Regions from separate parts of the Mus musculus genome. Here region 2 is linked to region 1. Evidence: chromatin contacts called from public HiChIP or PLAC-seq data. All regions are on one chromosome and are shown on one strand. The core of a region is the stretch at or near the end of the contact, and the rest is flanking DNA. Distances in the headings are between cores, read along the strand shown. Region 1 holds the start of Gm34678 (a long non-coding RNA gene). Region 2 holds the start of Rad21 (RAD21 cohesin complex component).

What was found. HiChIP or PLAC-seq counts read pairs in DNA pulled down with a chosen protein or histone mark.
Region 2: an H3K27ac HiChIP or PLAC-seq map of trophoblast stem cells shows a contact between it and region 1, with 42 read pairs. The contact joins the promoter of Rad21 here to the enhancer-like site in region 1. A contact is called at or near these places in 8 of 39 promoter capture datasets (3T3-L1-derived adipocytes, the HPC-7 cell line, HPC-7-derived erythroid cells and 5 more), 1 of 15 datasets of contacts at CTCF or cohesin (the NIH/3T3 cell line), 13 of 484 Hi-C or Micro-C datasets (3T3-L1-derived adipocytes, the AML12 cell line, B cells and 8 more), 9 of 115 datasets of contacts at active chromatin or transcription factors (CD8 T cells, the HPC-7 cell line, the SCID.adh cell line and 3 more) and 4 of 9 other capture datasets (adipose tissue, embryonic stem cells, liver and 1 more).

The regions. Positions count from the first base shown.
Region 1 is chr15:51,911,914-51,918,875 of GRCm38.p6, reverse strand. Gm34678 (a long non-coding RNA gene) reads left to right here and starts at 421. Exons shown (of 6, transcript XR_003951502.1): 1 at 421-457. Within about 2 kb of position 4,260, at least 6 of the 459 cell types and tissues checked have an H3K27ac peak or open chromatin away from gene starts, as enhancers often do. A contact at or near this core is called in trophoblast stem cells, where this site is marked.
Region 2 is chr15:51,989,336-51,996,297 of GRCm38.p6, reverse strand. It overlaps Rad21 (RAD21 cohesin complex component), which reads left to right and starts at 4,538. Exons shown (of 14, transcript NM_009009.4): 1 at 4,538-4,751. It overlaps Gm52217, which reads right to left and starts at 5,323. Exons shown (of 2, transcript XM_030248881.1): 1 at 4,509-5,323; 2 at 1-1,168. The coding sequence starts at 5,229. The coding sequence ends at 1,137.

The sequences.
Region 1 (6,962 bases), core at 3,011-5,510:
CTCTGAAGAGCCGGCAGCCTGGGCTGGTGGCTATAGCTCAGTGGTAAGGCCTTGTCTAGAATCCCAAGGCCACAGGTTTACCCCAGCACTGACGATAATAAAGTAAAATGAGTTCATAATCGTGTCTTTTTAAAGTCCTGGGGTGTTGCGGTGGCTGCGTTCGTCGGTTCCACGGGGCCTCTCCATGTTCCCCTATTCTGCATACATGTCAATGAGAGCAAGCACCCCCAGCCCCTTCATTCAGTCTTTCCAGGTATAAAGGCCAAGGACTACTATCGACTTTAGATCACTACTAGGTCTCTGTAACCAGTCACGTCGTTTGGAAAACAGGTTTAGCAACAACCACGCAATTGAATTGTCACATAAGGAGTCTGAAGTAAAGGGCAGCCCCAGGCAAAGGGCTGGCTTGCCGCGGGGGGCCATCTCCTGAGATAACTGGAAACCACAGAAGGGAGCGGTAAGAGTCTCACTTCCTGTGTCTCTTGTAATGACTTGCAAATTCCAAAGTAGGAGAGGATCATCACGTACATGCCTGTGTGCTCACACACACACACACACACACACACACACACACACACACACACACAGAGACACCATGGAAACAGGAGATAGGGAGGTGCCATATCAAGTGAAAGGACAGCCGAGGTAGAGCAATGGGACATATGTCACATGCAATTAGAAGAGGAGACTATTTGGATGGTAAACGAAGGACCAGCACAGCCGAGTGTGGTGGCGCACGCTTTTAATCCCAGCACTCGGGAGGCAGAGGCAGGCAGATTTCTGAGTTCGAGGCCAGCCTGGTCTACAGAGTGAGTTCCAGGACAGCCAGGGCTATACAGAGAAACCCCTGTCTCAAAAACACACACACACACACACACACACACACACACACACACACACACACATACACACACACAGAGAGAGAGAGAGAGAGAGAGAGAGAGAGAGAGAGAGAGAGAGAGCAAGGGGTGACAGCACGAAAGGTTAATTAATGGTAGGGAGCAAATAAACACAAATAATAATGGCATATGAATAAAAACACTATCGTGAAACCCATTGTTTTGCAGACTAGCTTTAAAAATAAACGTTAAATGAAATACACATTCTAGGATTCTCTACAAAAGTGTGCAGGTAGGTATTGAGGGGCCCAAAAAAGTGCCAAGCAGGCGAAGCCTTCCGTGATGTTGGCGCCGTGGCTGTATTCGCCACATTGGAGAAACCCTGGCCAGAGTCGGAAGAGTCTTCCTTGTTAGCGTGATGTCTGTGCCTGGCAGGGTGAGAATGTGAGAAATCCAGCTCTTATGTCATTTCTGGGTTTGTGCCCTTGTAAGTAAGGGCATGAAAACAATAACATAACGGGACAGTCAATCCTGGGAAAATAGTCTGTAACCTGGGAAAGTGTTAATCCCCTTCCTCGGTGGGGAAATGCAACCAGGTACTCCGATGGCTGAATTAACTGCTCAGGGGTGTGATGAAATCAGGGCCCTGGGCACATGGATCTCTCCTGTCAAGTTTTCGTTTGAACAACAAGCTTGTATTTAACTTGTGTTCAGTAGATTGTGCCACTGTCGATTATTCATTCTGCGAACCTCCTCCGTGACGTCACAAGGCCTTTCCCACCAGCGCTAACATAATTGAAGCAGGCTGGGTAGCTCACACAAAAGCAAAACACTGAAGTTAGAGGGTATAAAATAAAACACTGACGCTTCCTGGGGAACCTGAAGATGCCTGCTCATGACTCCAGCCTTCTGTGAGCACAGGCAGGGCACCAGCTTGAGGCCAGCCTGGGCCAAAAAAATATGTCTCAAGAAAAAGATGGATTCCTTTGTAGTGCTTTGAAGGAAAAAGTCCCTCATTGGTTCAAATGTGTGAATACTTGCTCCGCAGAGGTAATTCACAGAGTAGGTTTAGAAAGTGTGGCCTCGCAGAAGGAAGTATGTCACGGGGGTTGGGGGTGTGGGGAGGGTGGGGGTGGATTTCAAAAGGCTCACACCATTCCCAGCTTACTCTCTCAGCTTCAGGCTTGTGGGTTAAGATATGAGCTCTCACCTTGCTGTTCCTGCTGCCGTCTCTCCCCCCTCACACATACGATGACGACCTCTTATCCCTCAGAAACTGTGATTCCAAATAAGTTTTTCTTGTATAAGTTGCCTTGATCACGATGTTTTATCACAGCAGTAAAAAAGTAACCAATGCCGATTTCCTCCATTGTCACTGTAAGAAGTATTACTGAATGTATCTCTGTGTGTGAGTGATTATTAAATTATCTTCAGACCTGCTTGAAATGTCTACTCCCCATACAGCTTTCTCTAAGCTCCCGAGAAGATGACTTAAAAAAAACATGTAAGGAAATAAATGTATTTACTTATCTACAGTATCTTGCCAAACCTAGTGAGAGGAAGGCCGCATATTCTACAATCAAAGGGCTTTGTGGGTGGTAGGAGTTTTATCACAACACTAATCTCAGTGTAATAAAATTCACTCTTTACATATCTGCTTTCCCAAGTGCATCACAAATGCCATGAGGGGAGGCTGTAACTTACTCATTAATGACTCCCAATCCATGTAGGTGTTCAGAAAAATGAATATAGACACACATACCTGAACAGACTCCATGTGGGCATCAGCCTTCAAAATAATACCCTGGGAAAGAGGATGTTTGTTGTACTGCTGAAACTCTCTATAATTCCCAATTTTAAAAATAATATCTTCAAACAAGTTTCCAAAGCACACAAGAGCACAAGAAATATTATTGTATTTCCCTGTTCCCTTTCCTCTTCGAAGAGTCTATTCTCTAAAAAGTTTCTTATGGCTAAGTGCACCCAAGAATCGTAAGTCACCACCCTCAAGGTACAAATGCTGTCTCGATGCCTCCCTGTATTTTAATCCCGTGAAGCCACAGTGATTCCACTCTGCCCCTCAGGCCCCTTCTGTCGCAAGCTCCTTTGATTTTGAGATCATTTTTGTATGATTCTGGATCATTCCTATCTGTGGCTTTTAAAGAGCCCTTCATACAACTGCAAAACAGCTGCCTTCCCTTTTCCCTACATTGTAGTCAACACTTAGAATTCATGGATTTTACATCCTATCTATCTGCCTTTCATCTATCTATCTATCTATCTATCTATCTATCTATCATTTATCTACTTATCTGTAGGAGATGTAGTATGACAAGATTTTTTTCCTGAGGAGATACAATATGCATGTCTCCTCATCCCAGACACTGAGTCCACAATAGGCCAAAGTATGGATACCACCTGAAGTGATTGTATTGTGAAGGTATTGGCTTGGGACCTCCAAGACAAAGTTCTCAACCCAAAGGAGATTTATTTCCTGAGAAGGACAAAGGACAGGGAATAAGAGACAAGGACAGGAGGTAGAGGACAAGGGAGAAGAGGAAGGGAATGGGGGGGGGGGAAGCAGAGGACAAGGGAGAAGAGGAAGGGAATGGGGGGGCAGAGGACAAGGGAGAAGAGGAAGGGAATGCGGGGGGCAGAGGACAAGGGAGAAGAGGAAGGGAATGAGGAAGGGGGCAGGGTTATTTGTTCTGGAGTGGGACAAAGGATTGCCTATGGATAGAGAAACACAGACATGGCACATAGGAAAATAGCAGTTTATAAAGGTAAAAGAGGAAACCCCATGCTAAGATGAGGTGTTTAATCTTGATTGGGCATGTTAATTAGGTAAGTCAAAGGTGGATTTGCTTGCAAGTCTCCAATACTTTGATAGATAGACCTTGGTAGTCAGCCTCAAGGAGAGAAAGTGGCCAAATAAGGGAATGAACTGTGGTGGGTTTAGCTTTAGGAATTTAATCTAGGGGCTGGAGAGATGGCTTAGTGGTTAAGAGCACTGACTCTTCTTCCAGAGGTACTGAGTTCAAATCCCAGTGTGGCTCTCAACCATCTGTAATGGGATCCGATGCCCTCTTCTTGTGCATCTGAAGACAGCTACAGTGTACTCATATACATAGAATAAATAAAAATTTTAAGGAGTTTAATCTAACAATTTTTAGCAAGGCAGGAGGGGTTGGGGAGAAGGTCAAGGCCTGCCAGAGCCATATTTGCCATGCTCGGGCTAGCTGGAGTCCCTGCATCACCGAAGTCCAATTTGGCGAACCAATGAGAGTTCTGAGGGTTACTTACAGGAATGTAGGTGAAGGGTGACTAACAGCATCAAAAATGACTCAAAGACAGCCTCATCACCCAGGCCTACTAGCAAAGGTGACAGCTCACAAAAACCAGAGTGCACTGCACAGCCTGCGGGCAGCTCAACAGGTTGGAGAGTCCCTTTTCCAAGGGAGTCAGTCTGTCTGACTCCTCCAGGCAGCCTGGCTTGTCTCAGAGGGTTCTTTGCAGTTTGACTATATTGCTTCCTCCGAGAGGGAGGGAGCCTAATGAAATCTGGGAGTTTCAGGGACTTCCTGAAACTATTTTGAGGTGTTACCCTCTGGCTTAAGGATCTTCCCTACAGGATGAAATGTTTCAACCTAGGAGGAAATGTAGCGGGAAATATTTAAAAAGCCACCATCCCGAGCTAGCGCCAGCTACTCTCTGGCCCCCGTGATCTCACTGCCTTCATGGCTAGCCCCATGCAGCGACCACCTATCTTGTGGTTCTCTTGCTGTGGATTCTGCTCCCATTCCCTGTGGTTAGCAGTCACAAATCCCAGGAACCTGGTAAAATCAAAACTCTAAAGGCTTTTAAAATATCAGTCAGATTGATATTAGTAAATTCTCAACCCACAAAACACCCGCACAATGAACTCACAACTCAATTGATATAAACACAAGCTACACACCTAGATGGGGTAGATGCATCCGAATTATTAGTTAGTTAGTCATCTATCTAAGAAATCCCCAACACTTATGGCTCCCAGGACTGTGTGGGTCCAGCTCCTCTTCCTCTCCTTTAGGTTCCATCTTATCTCTTCCTCTCCTTCCCTTCTCCTCTCCTCTCTGTCCCTCTGTCCTAGACTCTAAAATTCTCAGTCCCCTTCTTTTTCCACTGCCCAATCACGGGCTCTCACTTTGTCTTGTACCTACCCTCGCTGCATATAGGCAGCCATCCACAAAGAAACTGACACACAACAAGCATACATTTCCTTCCGTCATTCGAGGCCTAGAGTTTGAACTCAGGTCCTTAGGGTAGGAAGCAGTCACCTTTACTATCAGCTAGTGGGCCCAGCATTCATCTTTTAAATAAAAGCCTCTCTAACCATTGCGGGGTGATATCTTATGGTTGTCTTCATTTGCCTTTGCCTAAGGATTAGTGATGTGCCAGCTGGCCATCTGAATAAATGCCATTTCGTATGCTTTGTCCATCCATAAAGTTTTGTGTCTTATCTTCTATGTATGCGTGTTTTGTCTGCGTGTATATAAACGCATCGTGGATGTACCTTGTACCCAAGGAAGCCAGGGGGGGGGGGGCTTCAGATCTTCTGTAACTGGAATTACTTAAGGTTGTGAACCGCCATGTGGGAGTTGGGAATAGAAATCTGATCCTTTAGAAGAGCACCCAGCGCTCTTAATTACTGAGCCATCTCTCCTGCCCACTTTCTGCATTTTTAATGGAATGATTTGTTTTCTTACTGTTGAGTTTTTTAACTAGGTCTGATTATGATTTGACCCTTTGGTCTGTAGAAGTGTTTCTGTTTGACCTCCCTCTTGTCTACACTTCCTACTGTTGCTTGTGCCTTTGTGGTTCTAGCCAATAGATTTGCCCAAGCCAGGAAACCAAGTAGTTTATGTGTATTAACTCAAAGAAGGCTGTTTGAGATGGGTTTAAAACATGGCTTATACATTCACTCCTGATCATTTTCAACTCATAAAAGCTCTCGCTTCTTTTGGCGCTCTCTTCATATAGGGCAATGTCTACTTTTCACCAAGGGACTCATTCTCTTTGTGTCTACTATGGGCTGAATCGTTACTCCTGCAAGGTCATAAGCTGAGGCCCTCAACCCAGTGCCTCAGAGTGTAGCTGTGTTTGCAGATAGGGTCTCCGGGTCTCTAAAGGGTTGATTCAGTTAACACATGGTCCTTATAAAAAATAAGAGTGTAAATCTGACATGATTGGTGCACACAAAGGGAAGTGAAGACCTGGGGAGGTGGTGGCCCTCTGCAAGCCATGGGAAGAGGCTTCAGAAGTCACCAACATTATTAACATCTTGTTGTCAAACTTTTACCACTTGGAGCTGTAAGAAAATTACATTTGTTATTTAATCCACATAGTCTCTTATACCTGGTGTAGCAGCTATGGCAAACAAATACAATACCTCACTGTTAAAACTCTAAGGGAGTGAATATGATAGGTCCAAGTTGATGATTAAGGCCTCTGCTAAATAAAGCTTAGAACAAACCACAATATCACCAACCCATAGGATGCGCTCTTCTGAACAAATGCTCTCCCCCTAGCCAATTTGCTTTGTCCAGGGTGTATGAGAGCCAGGAGATACGCGATACAAGCTAACCCCAATGGCAATGTATATTTAAGTATCCATCCTTGCCAAAACGGTAAGGACTTAGAACACCTTCCATTGCTAGGAAACTGGAAGCTTAGCAAGCCTACTAAGTTTGGACCTTTATTTAAGATTTCTTTCAATGGACCAAGGCAGAGCTAGCAAAACACACAAGCGTGCATATGTCAAGAAATATGCAACTTCTATCACTTGCCTGCTGCTCCATTCCAAGCCTCCATCACTACACCTGGCACCTGCTAAGAACTTAAGTAACATGTCCACTTCATATGGACGGCAACATCCAACCAGAGACTCTTTTAGTGGGTATAATTCCAAACAGCAGAAACCTTGGACAAGTCTTGCGATGGCTGTTGGGTCAAAAGATCCATACATCGAGAAATATACTCTGAAATTTGCGCTTAGCAGATTCTTCTGAATTCGTCTTGAATGTACAGTTACAAATAAGAGAATGGTGACAGGGCGATTCGTAGGGGAGGCTGGAGCTCCCC
Region 2 (6,962 bases), core at 3,289-5,788, 77 kb before region 1:
TAATAACTGGATAGTCTTCAGTTAAAGGACATCTAGGTTGTTTCTAGTTTCTAGGTATTACAAATAAAGCTACTATGAACATAGTTGAGCAAGTGTCCCTGTGGTACAGTGGAGCATCTTCTGGGTATATGTCCAGGAGTGGTATAGTTGGGTCTTACTACTTCCAGTTTTCTGAGAAACCAACAAGCTGATTTTCAAAGTGGTTGTACAAGTTTGCACTCTCACCAGCGGTGGAGGAGTGTTCCTCTCACCACATCTTTGCCAGCATCTGCTATCACTTGAGTTTTTTATTTTTGCCATTCTGATAGATTCCTAGGGTCATATTGTAATTCCCTGATGATTAAGGACATTGAAATTTTCTTTAACTGCTTCACAGCCATTTAAGATACTTCTGTTGAGAATTCTGTTTAGTTCTGTACTCCATTTTTTAATTGGGCTATTTAGACTGTTGGTATCTATCTCTTGAGTTCTTTATAAATTTGAATATTAGGCATTTGTTGGCTGTAGGTTTGGTGAAGATCCTTAACCAATCTGTAGGCTGCCATTTTGTCTTACTGATGTTGCCCTTTGCCTTGCAGAAGCTTTGAGTTTCATGGGTCCCATTTATCAATTGTTGATCTTAGAGCCTGAGCCATTGGTGTTCTGTTCAGGAAGCTGTCTCCTGTACCAATGAATTCAAGGTTATTCCTGACTTTACATTCTATCAGATTTAATGTATCCAGTTTTATGTTGAGGTCTTTGATCCACTAGAACTTGAGTTTTATGCAGAGTGATAGATATGGATCTATTTGTGTTTTTTTTACATGCAGACATCTAGTTTTCCAACTCCAAGCTTCTCTATTCTTACTTCAACACTTATTTTCATTGTCCAAGTCCATTGCCTGAGTGTTAACCATTGAACTTGTATTCCAAGAAGCAAGAAAGAAGAAACAGAAGAGCAGCCTGCTCCCTTAAAAAAAAAAAAAAAGCCAAGAACGAAAAAAACCCTTTAAATTACCATAGAGTGAGTTTCTCTTTTTTCTTTCTTTCTTTTTTTTTTTTTGTTTTTGTTTTTTGTTTTGTTTTTCAAGACAGGGTTTCTCTGTATATTCCTGGCTCTCCTAGGACTTGCTCTCCAAACCAGGCTGCTCTCCAACTTAGCGATCTGCCTGCCCCTGCATCCTGATTTCTGAAAGTAAAGAAATGCACCAAGCTCAATTCCATATATATGAACTCATTTATACTTCCATGGAAAATTGATTGTGGAACATAGTCTATTAGGTAACTGGCATATGCCAAACTAAAGGCAAAGAGTTTGGGAGTCAATTCTATATAATTGGCTATATAATTACTATATAATTCAATACAGATAAAAGATCAATAGAGAAGAAAAATCAGTAAGTGTTGAGAATAAGTATGTAAACAGATACCCACATCTACTATGAGCAATCATGATAATACTAACAATTTTAATGTATTGACTTCAATGTGCCAAATGCTCTGCTAAGTACTTTAAATACATTATCACGTGTAATAAGCACCATAGCACCAACCAGATGGATAACATTTGCCTGACTTCATAAATAAAACTTAACCGCAGGGAGGTTGAGCAACTTGAAAGGCAGTAGCTTCTAAGTGGAAGATTGTAATCAAATCTCAGGCCTACATGATTCCAAACTCTGCCTTCAAAAAATAGGATCCAGATAGCAGAAGACTTGCAATTACCTGAAAACTGTTTATAAAGCATATTCTCAGGCCTACTTCAACTCTCTAATTCAAATGCAGTTGAAGTAATATTTCAGTACAAGTAGTAAACCAAATCAAAATTAGAAAACAAGACTGCCAGGTACCCTGCACAAGTATACCAGAGACAGAGCAATAAACAGACTTTTTCTTCAGGAAAAAAGTTGTGTCATAATACAGGGCAAATCTTTACACCAAGTGTTTGTATGGTTTTTGTAACGTGATGATTTCCAAATAACACAGAAACTGCAGTAGTTAATTTTATTCTTATCAAGAGACAAGAACCAGTTGGTGTTCGTGACCCCCATGCAGTCTTAGAAGGGTCTTTAGGAGTTTGCCTTTTCACTCTACTTTTCTCCTTTATCAAAATTAGCAGTTTCTCTCTTTCCTTATGCCCCTCATCAAACTCGTTTAATTCTTTTGCAGTGAAAATACTATATTGGTGGTATCCTTTCCTCAACTGGTAGTAATTTAATACATTTTAAATGTTTGTTTGTTTGTTTGTTTTTCGAGATAGGGTTTCTCTGTATAGCCCTGGCTGTCCTGGAACTCACTCTGTAGACCAGACTGGCCTTGAACTCAGAAATCCGCCTGCCTCCGCCTCCCAAGTGCTGGGATTAAAGGTGTGCGCCACCATGCCCAACTAATACATTTTTTAATTTGTAAATTTTTTAACATCATAAGGTCTTCCTGACATTATTTTAAGAGCTCCACCCCAGCTCTATTTGCCCATTTGTCAATAATTTTTCTAGGCAGTTTTGCTGGATAAAAGAAACAATGAATACCAAACTGAAACAACACACCTGGAAAAAATACTGTCAATCTTATTTTATTAAATTTCTGTTATAAAAATGGTCACTGTCAAATATTTCCAGGGAGGTAACTGAAATGTTCTTGGTATTGAACTGTTAATATGATGAAGTTTTTGGACAAAAGTCTTAATGATCTATAAGGCTCTAATCCAGGTTCTGCCTCCCCCCCCCCTTCAGTTCTTTGTAACTCAAATCAACATATGCACTCTCCATCCTCTCTAGGCCCACTCCTGAACCCAGATGATTTTGATTTGGTGATTCACCCATATGCCTGGGCAGATCCTACACCCAGCCTTGACATGGCCTGTGAAATCCTGTTCTCAGAGTTGACTCAAATCTTTCCTTTCCCATGAGGTGGGTGTAACTATGAATTAAACTTAAATGTAACACACACACACACACACACACCCCGAGGGATTATTTTCACTCATTTAATTCATACATATTGTATTGTGTTGGTATTTGAAATACGGACTGTTATCCCTAACTTCTTTGCTTCTCTATGTCTGTGCCTGATTATATTTTACTACATATCTTATCCTTAAATGACATTTCTTATCAAAATCCAGATAAACAGCAAAATCATTATCAGTGTTTTATCAGTGTTTTAAACCCATTTCCTTCTGCTTAGTCCAAGACCTTAAGGCATTTTACTTGGGGAGTTTTCTTTATTAAACAAATGCTTTTTTTTTTTAAACAAATGCTTTATACCTTATTTTTTTCATTTACTGTAAAAGCTTTAAAGTTATGCCAAAACACATTGTGATATTCCCAAAAATCTTGTCAATCCTCTTACTCTAAGCTTCCTACTTACTCTAGTGTTTTTGACATATATAATCCTTTTTCAAGAGTTGATCAGTTCCGAGGAACAGCTCTGCAAAACTGTGTGCAGTTCTAAACCAAAATCTGCTACTGTATGTTTTATAATCCTCCTACCGTTTTCCTCTCTCAAATGTGTTGTGTGTTATCATGAGACAGACAAGCAGAACAGAACTGCTTTATAAAAAGGCTTTAGAGAATGACAGCAAGCAGTTTCTCGGTCAGTTATTAAGTCAAATCATAAAAGTCATTACTACGTAGCCAAAAAAAGGAAAGTGGATTATTTTCCAATGAATAGAGGTGAAATCTGTTAATTAAATCTGTCCTGTCAAAGGTTTGTTAAGCAAACTGCCTAAAGTTGACACACGCACCTTCAGCAGGTGTTTCCAAACTGTCAGTAGCTAACTCCCACAGTAAGAAATTTACTGATGAACCATAAGCAAGCATCTGCTTCAAAGAATCAAATGTTGTTTTGTTGGTTTTTGTTATTGTTGTTTTGGTTTGAGATAGGGCTCCTCTGTGTAGTATTGGCTGTCCTGGACCTTGTGACCAAGCTGGTCTTGAACTCACAGAGATGCACCTGCCTCTGCCTTCCGAGTGCTGAGGTTAAAGGCGTGTACCACCACCGCCAGAGAATCAAATGTTGTTAAAGGGAACTTTCAAGAACATATATGAGACTCCATGAATGGGAGACCAAAGTTAGTTTAGGAACTGCGTGTAAAAGGAATCTACTCTCAAAAAATTTCTCCCAGGGCCTCGGTAGCATGCTTTTTGCTGCAAACCTAATATAAGCACAGGTTGGCCGAACCAATTAGGCCTTACTTTTCCAGCAGCTAGCTTAAGATTTTTGTTTCCTTCGTCGCTGTACAAGGTCATTAAAATAATTTTTATTTTTGCCGGGCGCAAAGAAAACTGGCCAACAGCAAAGACCTGCTTTAACTCGAGTTCAAGTTAAACCCCAATTAGTTACACGGTGTTGCGCAGGCGCTGCATTTGCCAACTCTGACGCTCCGCAAACCTCTTCAAGGAACCCTTTGCGCCTGCTCCGTGGCCAATAGGTGGCTGGTCCAGAGACAAGGAAGTGGTCAGCGCGCCTGCGCCGCCCCTTCTGTGGGTGGGGGGCGGCTCCGGCGGGTTGCGCAGGCGCACACGTACCTTTTTGACCGTAAACATCCTGCCGATTTGAACCGAGGATTTGGGCGGCCGGAAGAGCCGCGCCGTAACGGCCGCCATCTTGTTTGTTTGAGTGAATCGGAAAAGGAGGCGGCGGCCGTGGCGGTGGCGGGAGCAGCTCCGAGGCTACACCGCACAAGGGCTCCCCCTCTCCCCGCCCCCTCCCCTGACCCTTCCCCCCCTCCCCGGGCCACCCACCCCTCCCGGCTCCCCGCCGAGATCCAGGTAAGCGATCGGGCCGACCCCTCCTCGGGCTCTGGCTCCCTCCCCGGTGCTCTGCCCCGCCGGGTTGCTCCCGGGGCGCGGGCTCCGCGGCCCGCAGTTGCGGTGCGAGGCGGCCGGCGTTGCGGCCCCCGAGTGCTGCCAGCTCCCGGGCAGCGCCCGGCGACCCCGCGCTCTCCGGGCCCCCTACGTCCCGGGGCCGCCCTCGCCTGGGGGGGTTCCTCGCTGCCCCGGGGCCGTGCACCGCGCCTGCTGACTTCCTAATGGTTCCGCCGCAGTCCAGGGCCCACAAAAGCGACCCTCGGCCGCGCGGAGGTGGGACAGCGGGATCCCGGGGCTGACGGGGAGAGAAGGGGAGGTTTGAACGAGCCCGCTCTCGGAGCTGGCCGCCCCCTCGGGGGGGAAGATGGCTGTCTGCAAAGACGCGGGACTCAGGGCGGGAGCCGTCAGGGAGACTCCTGGGCGGGCGGGCGCGGTGCATCGGGTGTGGAGTCCGGGGTCCGGGTCGCGCCAGGCGTGTGCTGGCCGCAGGGATCGTGGACTCACTCGCCTGTTCTTCTGTCTCCCTCAACCGGATTTCTCTATAATGTATATATTTGTGTGTTGGGCATCTCAGAAATTGGACCGGCTGTTTTAAAACACGATCGAATAACATTGCTTCCAAGAACATGAGTGTAGCTGGTATTCCCCTTAACTTTTCTAAACTTTTTTTTTTTTTTTAATTTCTTTAATGGCTAAGGATCGAGTGTTGTAGAGACGTTCCGAGGCTGGGTGCCTTTTTCGTGGCACAGAAAGGCTTTGAGTAGGCTCTGCCAGGATAGTGTAAGGTGACACTGTCGAGGTGTTCAACTAGACCAAGCGGCCTTCTTCAAATTTAAGAGGGAAACGCTGTGGACGTTTTCTTCGTGCTCTCTGATTTGTTAAGCTGTCTTCAGCGTTCCAAAACGCGTTGGTGTTTGAATGGCTTATGGAAGTGGCTTCTGTACTTCGGCTTCTCTTTACAAAGGAAAGTTAATATTTGCTCTCCTTAAACTGTATTGGAAGAGCTTCGGCGTCGTCCCGTCCCGTGCCCACCACCCCCACCAAGGGTGCAAAATCCTATTAAAAATCAAATGCCAGTGAACTGAAAGGCTGCAGGGTTTTGGAACAGACTGAAGTCGCTTTCTTAAATTGTAAATACCTTTAAGGTTGGAGGCAACTTTCTTTAAGAAGGTATTGGTGAAGGTGTGTGCCTTGTCCAGTGTTTGAATTATCTTAGAGTTTGTATAACCAAAGTTACAGAGTTGTTTAAGGAGTGGACACGGTGCTTTTTGTATTATGCACAGTAAATTGGGAATTTCTTTTCAGACTTAGCAAAACATGCAGATTCTGAGAGAGTTATACTTGGGTAGTTGGGAAAACTTAATTCTTATTCTTTTTTTTTTTTTTTTTTTTTTTTTTTTTTGGTTTTTCGAGACAGGGTTTCTCTGTATAGCCCTGGCTGTCCTGGAACTCACTTTGTAGACCAGGCTGGCCTCGAACTCAGAAATCCGCCTGCCTCTGCCTCCCAAGTGCTGGGATTAAAGGCATGCGCCACCACGCCCGGATGAAAACTTAATTCTTGAGAAATATATTTTGTTTTCCATCCTACCTTAAAGGTGTGAATATTCTAACTGGGCAAGTTGATTTTTGAGACTTCTGTTTGAATCTGCTTTTGAGACTACATGTGCTGTTCCGTTTAATTGTCATTATCCCTAAAGAATATTATGTTGACTTTGTAGTTGATATAAAGTCAGGCTTGTGTTTTGTTATTGTTGTTAGGAGAGGTGAGGAAATCCGATTATGTACCCCAGGCTGCCCTTGAAGATCCTCCTGCCTCAGGCTCAGGACTCCTAGGATGATGGACACCAAGGCCAGGCTAAACTTCAGACATGAAATGACTTCTTAACCATTGCAAATAACCAAGTAAAGAAGGAGTTTAAATTTGAAATAAAACTCATTCTGTCCATATTAGAGCCAAGGAGAGTTGAGCAGTAGTAATATGTAAGCTGAATATAACATGCTTCTCTCTCTCTCTCTCTCTCACAAACACACACACACACACACACACACACACACACACACCCCTACCTTTCAGGCCACTACCAGGCAGCTCTCTTTCTGTGTGAGCTGGGTATTGATGTTTTTTACAGTCTGCAGCCTGCCCTTTAGGTAGTGTACTTTTCCTGTTATAAA